3 separate regions of the Mus musculus genome follow, and regions 2 and 3 are each linked to region 1. The links are chromatin contacts, called in public HiChIP or PLAC-seq and promoter capture Hi-C maps. All regions are on one chromosome and are shown on one strand. The core of a region is the stretch at or near the end of the contact, and the rest is flanking DNA. Distances in the headings are between cores, read along the strand shown. Region 1 overlaps Gm36574 (a long non-coding RNA gene). Region 2 holds the start of Guca2a (guanylate cyclase activator 2a (guanylin)). Region 3 holds the start of Exo5 (exonuclease 5).

Region 1 (3,040 bases), core at 156-2,655:
GCTGGAACAGCAGAAGGCATCAGCTCTTGGCTAAATGCTTTGGTTTCCTTTGAACTGGTGGGATAGTTAGGTTCCATCTGGCACTGGGTCCTTTTAATGGTTTGAATGAAAATGGCCCCCAAAGGCTCATAGGGATTGACATTATTTGAAAGGATTAGGAGATGTGGCATTGTTGGAGTGGGTGTGGCATTGTCAGAGAGTGTCACTGAGGGTGGGCTTTCAGGTTTCAAGTGCTCAAGCCAGGCCCAGTGGTCACGCTGTCCACCTGCTGGCTGCTGATCCAACTATAGAACTCTCAGCTACTTTTCCAGCACCATGAATGCCTGCACGTTGCCATGTTTCCTGCCATGATGATAATGGACTATATCTCTGAACCTGTAAGCCAGCCCCAGTTAAATGTTTTCCTCTATAAGAGTTGCTGTGGTCATGGTGTCTAGTCACAGCTCCATAAAAACCTTAAGACAGTTCATAGCCTTGTCTTGTCAGGATAAGAGTCAGTTGTATCCAGCAATAACTTGCTCATGGCCTAATCTTTTGTTAGTCTTTCCTTCCTGTCTCATGGGACTTTTTAGCTGTGTTTCTTGGGTCCATCCCTTCAGTAAACTGCTTGCATGCAAATCCTTGTTTCAGAGTTTGCTTTTGGAAACTGGAATGGAGATAAATAGAAAAGAACCATAGCTTAACCAAGATGCAACTTCCTTCCAGAGTGGTCCAGCCTTATGTAGTGTAGGACTAAGACAACTGCATAAAGTCTTCCAGTGCTGCCCCTACTCCAGCCAACTCACACATCTTTCAAATAGAAAGAAACAGGCCAAGGGCCAACACACTCATTTGCATTAAAGATGTTTCTCCAAGGCTCCTGGTTGCATTCAGTCTAGAACTACTGAGAGTGTGGCTTTATTCTAAGAGGCCATGCACCTAATTAAAGGATAGATTTTATTTGCTAAGGAAAGTGAGGTTAGGTACTGGGAAGCAAGTAGCATTGTATGGCCCTAGCAGCTCAGGGATGCAGGTTGGAAAGTGCTATAGAGGGGTTCCGGAACGGAGGGATTGCCAGAGAAGCAAAATTAAAGCGGCAAAGACTAAGACTTTTGCAGGATTAAAGGGGGATTTGAAATGCATACTCAAGGATGAATGAGAAAAAGAAAAGTAAGTCTACACTTTGCCTGGTGAAGCCGTTCAAGGCCACACTTCCTCATTCTTCATGTGGATGCCCTGTGCTGAGCCACTCAGACTCTTGAGCAGTGACCGCTGACTTCTCAACTCTGAGCTCCATGATGTCCTACGAAAGCTTGAAATCAGCCACCACGGAGAGAGACTGCACATTATCCTCAAACACTACAGAGCTCCCCACTGCTGAGAGCACGAGGCTGTGTTGCAAGAGTGAGTCACTGGCTGGAAGGCATGAACTCTCTGGGATGAGTGTGGGATTTGGAAGCAGTGGCCTTGGTTGGAGCCAACTCTCAACTATATCCCGTTGGGAAATGATTTAACTTCTTCCACTCAGTGTGATACAAAGCTAGGTCTGAGAGGGTGGCTGTGAATACTTCGTCTGCCAAAAGTGTGCCTCCCCCTTCCCAGAAGCAGAATGGCCTGACTCACGGTCCCCAGAGACCCTCCCTTCTTAGAAGCAAAAGAGTGAAACCTCTGGCTACAGATTTCGCCAGGTTCCTGGTCTCTCCTCTTCCTGAAAGGTCTCTACCGCCACCTATTGTTCATCATTTGTTTCTGCAGGCCAGCCTTTCTGGGGAGAATTGCTTGCTCCTGAAATGGCCTTAAGAAGAGCACTCAGCTAGATGGAGCCAAAGACACATTAGCTGTCCTAACAGTCACTGTCTGGCCTGTCAACAAAGCCTGCTCCCTGTTGCCCTCCAGCTCCCGCTGTGTGCCAGCCTTGCTGTGCATCCTGAGAGCAGAGGGCAGAAGGCAGGGACCCGTGTCTTCAGCATTCATGCCCCTTCTGGTGCAACCATTCTAATTCAGTCCTTAAGATGCAATGTGCCCTTATTCCTTATCTGGAAAATGGAAGCTGAAACCAGGAAGTAACATTCATTTAAGGTTACTAAAGCTACTAGGTGAGCAATTGAAGTAAGATTTGGTTTTAGAACCTCTTTCTACAAGTCCAAGTATCTAAAAAAATTATTATTATCATTATTATTATTATTATTGTGTCTGTGGCATGTGTGTGCACATGTGCTTATGTACAGCACACAATATGGAGGCCAAAGGACAACTTGCAGATATCAGTTCTCCGCTATCTTGTGGGCTCTGGGAATTGAACTCGGATTGCCAGGCTCATTGGTAAGTGCCTTTACCCTTTTACCCCGTGAGCCATCTCTCTGGCCCAAGTCCAAGACTGCTCTTTTCCCCACAATTGCATCTATCACAAACTAGGCATTGAGATGCGCAGTGGGTCTATGTATTAGGCTCTTTTAAAATAAGGAAGCAAAGAGGTCACTAAGCAGGGTCAGGAGACCCACACCCAGGGTCACATTGTCTCATTAGAACTGGCGAGTAATCTTAGTGACCCTCAGTGGTATTCAACGTCACCAGGAAAAAAGGACCGGGTCAGATGGTCTCAAAGGTTACCATAAACATGTGGTTGTGACCTCCAAAGATACTGGCAGGATAAACCAGTCTTTGTTATTTCATAGATGTGCCACCATGGGCAAGTTATTCATCTTGGCATACATTTTCCTCTCTTCAAAAATAAGAACGTGAAAGTCTTCATCTGAAAGAACCTCTGCAAACTGTTTAGTTCCTAATAGATGGTAATTTGTGTTCATTTAAAAAAAATACATTGGGCCTGCATGCTACTTAATTCCTTTTGTTAAGCCACCGAGACTGACCACGTGAAAGCCTGGCTCACTACAGGCAGGGCTGTGTTAATTCCTGCAAGGTAAATCTGCACCACTATTGCACACAGAGCTGCAGACAAAGCAGCTGTTGAAGTCATCTGTTTGACATGCACATTCCTCATAAGATCACCAGGATTTACAATGTCAATAAAATTTGACATTCTTAAGACAAAGCGATCCCC
Region 2 (3,040 bases), core at 185-2,684, 740 kb before region 1:
TAGTGTACACATGAATATAACCAAGTATATACACATAACTCAGTGTGTCATACTCTGGCATACATAGGCACACAACACTTCAGTGCACACACAAACACCTTTGCACACATGCCTTTCAGAATGCCTACATGTGCCCTTCAATACACACCTCATGTACTCACAAACATCTCTGTACACACAAAGACCCCTTCAGTGTACACACCTCAGCATACATGCAATCTGCATCTCAGTGCCTGCAGGCATTTGCATATGACCCCGTAGTAGGGGTTGGGGAAATAGACAACAGAAGTCCAGCCTAGAACAGCTTGGTAAGAACAAATGTTTCTTGACCTTGTCCCAGGGTTAGGTACTTTCTAGTTTCTTCTTACAAGGGTCCTCTCCAGCCCCTTCTTTAGTACTGTTCTCACATCTAGGGATGCCGTCCCTCACTGGGAATGCAAGCAGTGTGGTGAATCGGCAGGAAGGAGAGGATCCGTCAAGACTGCTTTCTCTAAGGTCCTGGGGCTTGGACACTCTAGGTCCTGCAGTGAATATATGACTTGCCCCAATCCCAGCAGAGGTTAGATTAGAGGGACCCGGATCCACACAGACCCATCTCAGCCACTCGGGGCAGGGCAGGGCAGGACAGAGGGGGCCATACTGCCTAAGGACCAACTGCTCTGACTGGGCTAGGCAGGTAGCCATCAGTGGAGACCAGGAGCCGCTGCTGCTGTTCAGGCACAGCAACTTCTTCATCGAGGGCTTCCTGTGTGCCAGGAACTGCATGGAACACTTAGGTGCTCATAGTCTCCTTAGCACGAAGGCATCTGCCAACCAGGGAGGTATTCACATTGGTCTGCACAGAGAACCTGATAGGGCAACGATGTGGAGTGGAAGTCACATCGAAAACAGGCCGCTGGTGGGGTTTGAGTGCAGGCCTGTGAATAGCAAAGTTGAATCCCAGAGACCAAGGCTGGACTCATCTGGCTTTTGTGTTCCCGTTCTCCCCCCTCTCTGGGCTCACTTACTCTTCCCTTCCCCCTGAACATTCCAGGCTCAGCTCATTTCTTGCTCCTCCTAACAGGGTCTTCTTTGAATGGGTGGGAGGTAACTCTTCTGTGCTCCCCACCCCCATGCTAATGGCCCTGTCTCTGTTGCCACTGTAGTCACAGTCACCTTGCTGGGCCTCTTTCTTCAAGGGCAAGGCTGGATCTGCCATCCTGGTCGGGAGTAAATCCAGGACCCAGCCCAGCTGTGAGTCACAGTAGTGCCCAGGGAGAGGCCAGGGCTCTGCCAGGCTCTGTTGATCTCTTATCTCCCAGGCTCCACTTGGCCTTATCTGATGGGGCTCAACAGGCAGCAGATGAGGCTGACAAGGCCCCAGGGTTACTGAGTAACCCCAACCTCTTTAAAAGCCCCACTGTTTACCCCAGGCACTAGTACTGGCCTGTTCTCTGCATTGCATACTGCTACCATGAATGCCTGTGTGCTCTCTGTGCTGTGCCTCCTGGGTGCCTTGGCTGTCCTGGTAGAAGGGGTCACTGTGCAGGTATGACCCCATCCCTACTTAGTCTAGCCCCATCCTTGGAATCCTGAAACGAGGGATGGGCATCTTCTGGGACCTGTCGTCCCCCCCCCCCCCCCCCCGCCTCCCGAGACCTGCCAGCCAGCCATATTTTCCCTTCAAACATGGAAGAGGAAAACGTTCAAGGAGACAGCAAGAAATACCAGCTGGGAAAGACTATAGCAATAAGTGCCTGCAGTCTGGCTGCTCCAGTGTCCCATTGTGACTCGGCAGGCCCGGGATGAAAGGGTTGGTGGCATTTCACAGAACAGAATCATGAGCTTCACTAAAGTCCCCAAACAGCCAAAGCTGATGGCTGAAAAGGGAGGTGGCTGGGCTCAAATCTAGGCATCCATTGCACCCGATGGGAACCTAGATGGTCAGGCATACCTACTGGTGACACCAGACACAAGCTGGGTTGTCAGCAAACAGGGATCCTATTCTCTAAAGGACGCCCCTGGGTTCCTTGTATTGCCTCTGATAGGCTGGAGGTGGAAGCCCTCGGGCAGGAAAAGATAGGCTGGGCTAGCATGACCACGGATAAGGGTGCCAGTTCACGCTCATATGGCACCCACAGCATCCCTGGCTCTACAGAAGCGGCTCCATTGATCACGTGGTAGATAGTATGCAGTACTTACGGCCTCTAGCAAACCCAGGGTCACAGAGGTCTGACCTCACGTTGTTCCTTAGATTGTCTCAAGCAAGCCACCCAGGCTAGGGCTGCCTACAGCCTGGCCTCATGCTCTGGCTGCCTCTTTCAGGATGGAGACCTCTCCTTTCCTCTGGAGTCAGTGAAAAAACTTAAGGGTCTCCGCGAGGTACAGGAGCCCAGACTGGTGAGTCACAAGAAGTTTGCTCCCCGGCTTCTTCAGCCCGTGGCACCACAGCTATGTAGTAGCCACTCTGCACTTCCAGAAGCACTGAGGCCGGTCTGCGAGAAACCCAACGCCGAGGAGATCCTGCAGAGGCTAGGTGAGTGCGCTCTTGGCTAGTGTGGCTAGGACATCCTCTGATTGGTTGGGGCTTGAGGAGGAGGTGTGCTTTGATTGGCTAGTTCTGAGTGGCACTGGTTGAAGCCTTTTAGAAAGGCCTTCGTTCAGAAGCAGGGGTTAAAAGGAGTCCTGCATCCCATCTTCGGGTCATGTCTAACAACTCCGTTTCTGTTCTGGTAAAAAGCTGCACTCTGATTGGTTGGCTTCAATAATTCATACGCCCCATTTGAGGCAGAAAGTCTAGAGGGTCAGAGGAGATCAGCCTGCTGTGATTATCCTGGTGGCTGGTGACAGATATCCAAACTCTAGTGGAAGAGAGGCAGGGGATATGAGAAAATGGTGGCCGTCCCTCACCAAGACTTCTTCTTCCTTGACCAGAGGCCATTGCTCAGGACCCAAACACATGTGAGATCTGTGCCTACGCTGCCTGTACGGGATGCTAGAGTGACATCGCTTGCCTTTCTCTCAGCCCATGTGGAAGCCCCTCTATCTTCTAGAAGTCACG
Region 3 (3,040 bases), core at 252-2,751, 540 kb after region 1:
TGTGTGTGTGTGTGTGTGAGAGAGAGAGAGAGAGAGAGAGAGAGAGAGAGAGAGAGAGAGACAGGTTTTGTGTGTGTAGCTCTGGCTGTCCTAGAACTTATTCTCAAGCTGCTGAGATTAAAGGCTATACCACCACTGCCTGGCAGACTTTTGACTTCTTTTTTTTTTTATTTTTTTTTTTTATTTTTAAAGATTTATTTATTTATTTATTATATATAAGTACACTGTAGCTGTCTTCAGACACACCAGAAGAGGGCATCAGATCTCATTACAGATGGTTGTGAGCCACCATGTGGTTGCTGGGATTTGAACTCCGGACCTCTAAAAGAGCAGTCAGTGCTCTTAACCTCTGAGCCATCTCTCCAGCCCCCTTGACTTCTTAAAGATATAGAAATATCTACTAATATTCATATTAAATATTTTATATATGAATATATGTTTTAAAAGTTTTAAAACAGATAAAGCTGAAAATTATTAGGTGAAAAATTAAATGAGATAGATGTTCAGAAAATACCAGATCGGCATCAAGAGTCTAGGGATCCTGAAGATACAGATTTTGAATCTAATCTTGAAACGTCCAGTAGAATTTGCTGGTATGCTATTTGTTTGTTTGTTTCTTTCTTTCTTTATTTTCTGGTTTTTCGAGACAGGGTTTCTCTGTGTAGCCCTGGCTGTCCTGGAACTCACTCTAGACCAGGCTGGCCTCGAACTCAGAAATCCGCCTGCCTCTGCCTCCTGAGTGCTGGGATTAAAGGCGTGCACCACCACGCCCGGTTCTGCTATTTGTTTCTTGAATAATCTTGGGCACATTTCAAAAATTCTCTGATGAGACTGGCACATCTTTAAAATGTATACTGGTAAGCTAATCCTTCAATGCCCACAGAGCTAAAACAGTACAGATATTAACTAACACACAATAAATGTGGCTTTCCTTCCAAAGGCATTGATGGGTCTACTATGTATCTATTTGCTCTGAAAAGTTCAGGAGAGAGGCAACTCGTACTCACCTGGGCCTTAGTTGATTTCCCTCCTCACAGGGAAGAGCATGTATTAAAACGAGGGGAGATGGGGAGGCACCTTGCTATGATGGAATGTGGACTTCTGTTCTCTTCACCTGACCACTCCTTCACATTATGGTGTTTCCACTTGAGTCACACTGCTAGGGCAGCTGCGTGTCATAAATCCTCCTAACACTGGCCTCTCCAAGGGTAAGGTCTCCAGGCGGTAAGTTCTGCTCTCCAGGTTCCCAGCCGCAGCCTGAGGTCGGAGGCCCTGCCTTGCTGATGGCTTCCGGCTGCCTGCTGCTGCCTTCATCCTCTGCGTCCTGACTCGTTACAGGCCTTCCACGCAGGCAGGCGTGTGCTTTCCACTCAGCCCCCAGCCCCAGTCCCCCTGGTGTGCCCAAGCGCAAAGACTCAATCGCGGGCCCAAAATGCACAGAACAAAAACCCGAATGAGGGGCGTGCCTGAAAGGGGCAGCCCCTTAGCTCTTCACCCCTGTCCCAGAATTCCCGGCGGCGGTTGGAGGCCCGCCCCTTTTCATGTCACACCCCTCCCCACCCACCAGGCCCCTGGTTCTCGCGACACTGGGGCTGAGTGGGCGTCTGCAGTCCGCTGTATTTCCTTATCCACCAGTGCCTAGTGCAGGCTGTTACCGTCTCGTTCTCTTACGCCCGCCCGGTGAGAGGACGGTCATGGTGGTCGTCTCGCTGTCCCCAGTGCAGCTGGCCTCTGACACCCTTGGAGCCCGAATCCGGATCTTAGCACCTGACATCAGCTTTCCCAGCTTAGTGAACAATCATGAACTCAAGCTTCAAAGACGCTGGCAGTTGTCAGTGTCTTATTTTATTTTATTTATTTCTTATCCTTTTTATTGGCCTCCAATTTGGGTTACTCCTGCCTCTGCTTTTTCGGTGCTGGAATTACAAGCCATTGTGCCCTTATGCCCAGATTCTTTTTAAAGATTAAAAAAAATGTTTTGTTTTTTCCTTTATGTGTATGAATGTTTTCCCTGCATGCATGTCTGTGGTTCATATCTTCTTGGTGCCCTCGGGAGCCAGAAGAGGGCCTCAGAGTTACAGAAGGGTTGAGTCACATGGGCACAGAGAAACAAACTAAGGTCCTCTGTAAGAGCAGCTAGTGCTCTTAACCTCTGAGCCTTTGAAAAATACTTCCCAGCATCTATGGTGACCCACACCAAAAATCTCAGCGCTGGGACTCTAGACTTGAGTCTAAAGTCCAGAAGGATAAAGCCTAGCTGTTAGGTTCATTTAGTTAATTCAGTCACCAGTTTAAGGGGTTCACCAGAATCAGGGTTTTATAAAGTGTATTGTATCAGGGGGAGGATGAACAGATTCCAAACAAGGAACTTGCGTAGGAAAAAAAAAAAAAAAAAAAAGAGGAAATTTCCAAATGTGGAGTAAAACCCATGAAATACTATCTTCAATCACAGTGGGAGCAAAGATAAAAGAGAAGCACTTGTGCCCCTCCCTTTGGCAGTATGGAAGCAGTAGAACCCCCCCCCCCACCCCCCCACCCCCCCCCCCCCCCCCGCCACCCACCATTCAGAGGAGAACTTACCTCCCAGGAAGAGACTTCATAGGATCCTTACAGCTTGTCAGACCACTCTGCAGAAGACACAAGCTGAGACAACTGTGGACAGGACTGTTCCTTGATCTGCTTAGTTGTACATCCCTCTTGCTTTGTTTAAACCTAAACCACATGTCAGAACCCCAAAGACAGTCTTGGAAATCATTAGGCCTCTGTGTTTGTTCCTCTTTCCAAAGTGACCTCATCGAATAAATCCCCTTTCTTTCATTAAGGGCATATTGAAGATGAGTGGCTGAGTCTAGTCTCTTAATCCTACTAGAACCTAGTGTTAGGCCCTAAGAGAATCCAGTAATAAGAATGGATATTTGGGGACCATAACATCTTTATGACAAAACCAAAGTATATTTGGGTAGAAATAGTACCAATGGGTCTGCACTTAAGACAATTATTGTCTGAGGGTTTCCATTGCTGTGAAGAGACACCATGACAA

The links. Promoter capture Hi-C pulls out the DNA fragments that hold promoters and counts their contacts. HiChIP or PLAC-seq counts read pairs in DNA pulled down with a chosen protein or histone mark.
Region 2: a contact with region 1 is called in an SMC1A HiChIP or PLAC-seq map of the NIH/3T3 cell line, with 7 times the contacts expected there. The contact joins the promoter of Guca2a here to the enhancer-like site in region 1. A contact is called at or near these places in 5 of 39 promoter capture datasets (the 3T3-L1 cell line, 3T3-L1-derived adipocytes, hematopoietic stem and progenitor cells and 1 more), 1 of 15 datasets of contacts at CTCF or cohesin (the NIH/3T3 cell line), 7 of 484 Hi-C or Micro-C datasets (B cells, cerebellar granule neurons, cerebral cortex and 2 more) and 2 of 115 datasets of contacts at active chromatin or transcription factors (astrocytes and embryonic stem cells).
Region 3: a contact with region 1 is called in a promoter capture Hi-C map of 3T3-L1-derived adipocytes, with 2.6 times the contacts expected there. The contact joins the promoter of Exo5 here to the enhancer-like site in region 1. A contact is called at or near these places in 8 of 39 promoter capture datasets (the 3T3-L1 cell line, 3T3-L1-derived adipocytes, the C10 cell line and 4 more), 1 of 15 datasets of contacts at CTCF or cohesin (embryonic stem cells) and 1 of 484 Hi-C or Micro-C datasets (nephron progenitors).

The regions. Positions count from the first base shown.
Region 1 is chr4:120,379,491-120,382,530 of GRCm38.p6, forward strand. All of the region lies in intron 3 of Gm36574 (a long non-coding RNA gene), which reads right to left. Among named protein-coding and RNA genes, the nearest start is that of Gm36574, 16 kb to the right of the region's middle. Within about 2 kb of position 1,406, at least 116 of the 459 cell types and tissues checked have an H3K27ac peak or open chromatin away from gene starts, as enhancers often do. A contact at or near this core is called in 3T3-L1-derived adipocytes, the HPC-7 cell line, the NIH/3T3 cell line and 3 more, where this site is marked.
Region 2 is chr4:119,636,298-119,639,337 of GRCm38.p6, forward strand. Guca2a (guanylate cyclase activator 2a (guanylin)) reads left to right here and starts at 1,435. Exons shown (of 3, transcript NM_008190.1): 1 at 1,435-1,528; 2 at 2,305-2,515; 3 at 2,914-3,040. The coding sequence starts at 1,454. The coding sequence ends at 2,978.
Region 3 is chr4:120,923,504-120,926,543 of GRCm38.p6, forward strand. Exo5 (exonuclease 5) reads right to left here and starts at 1,502. Exons shown (of 2, transcript NM_028457.2): 1 at 1,008-1,502.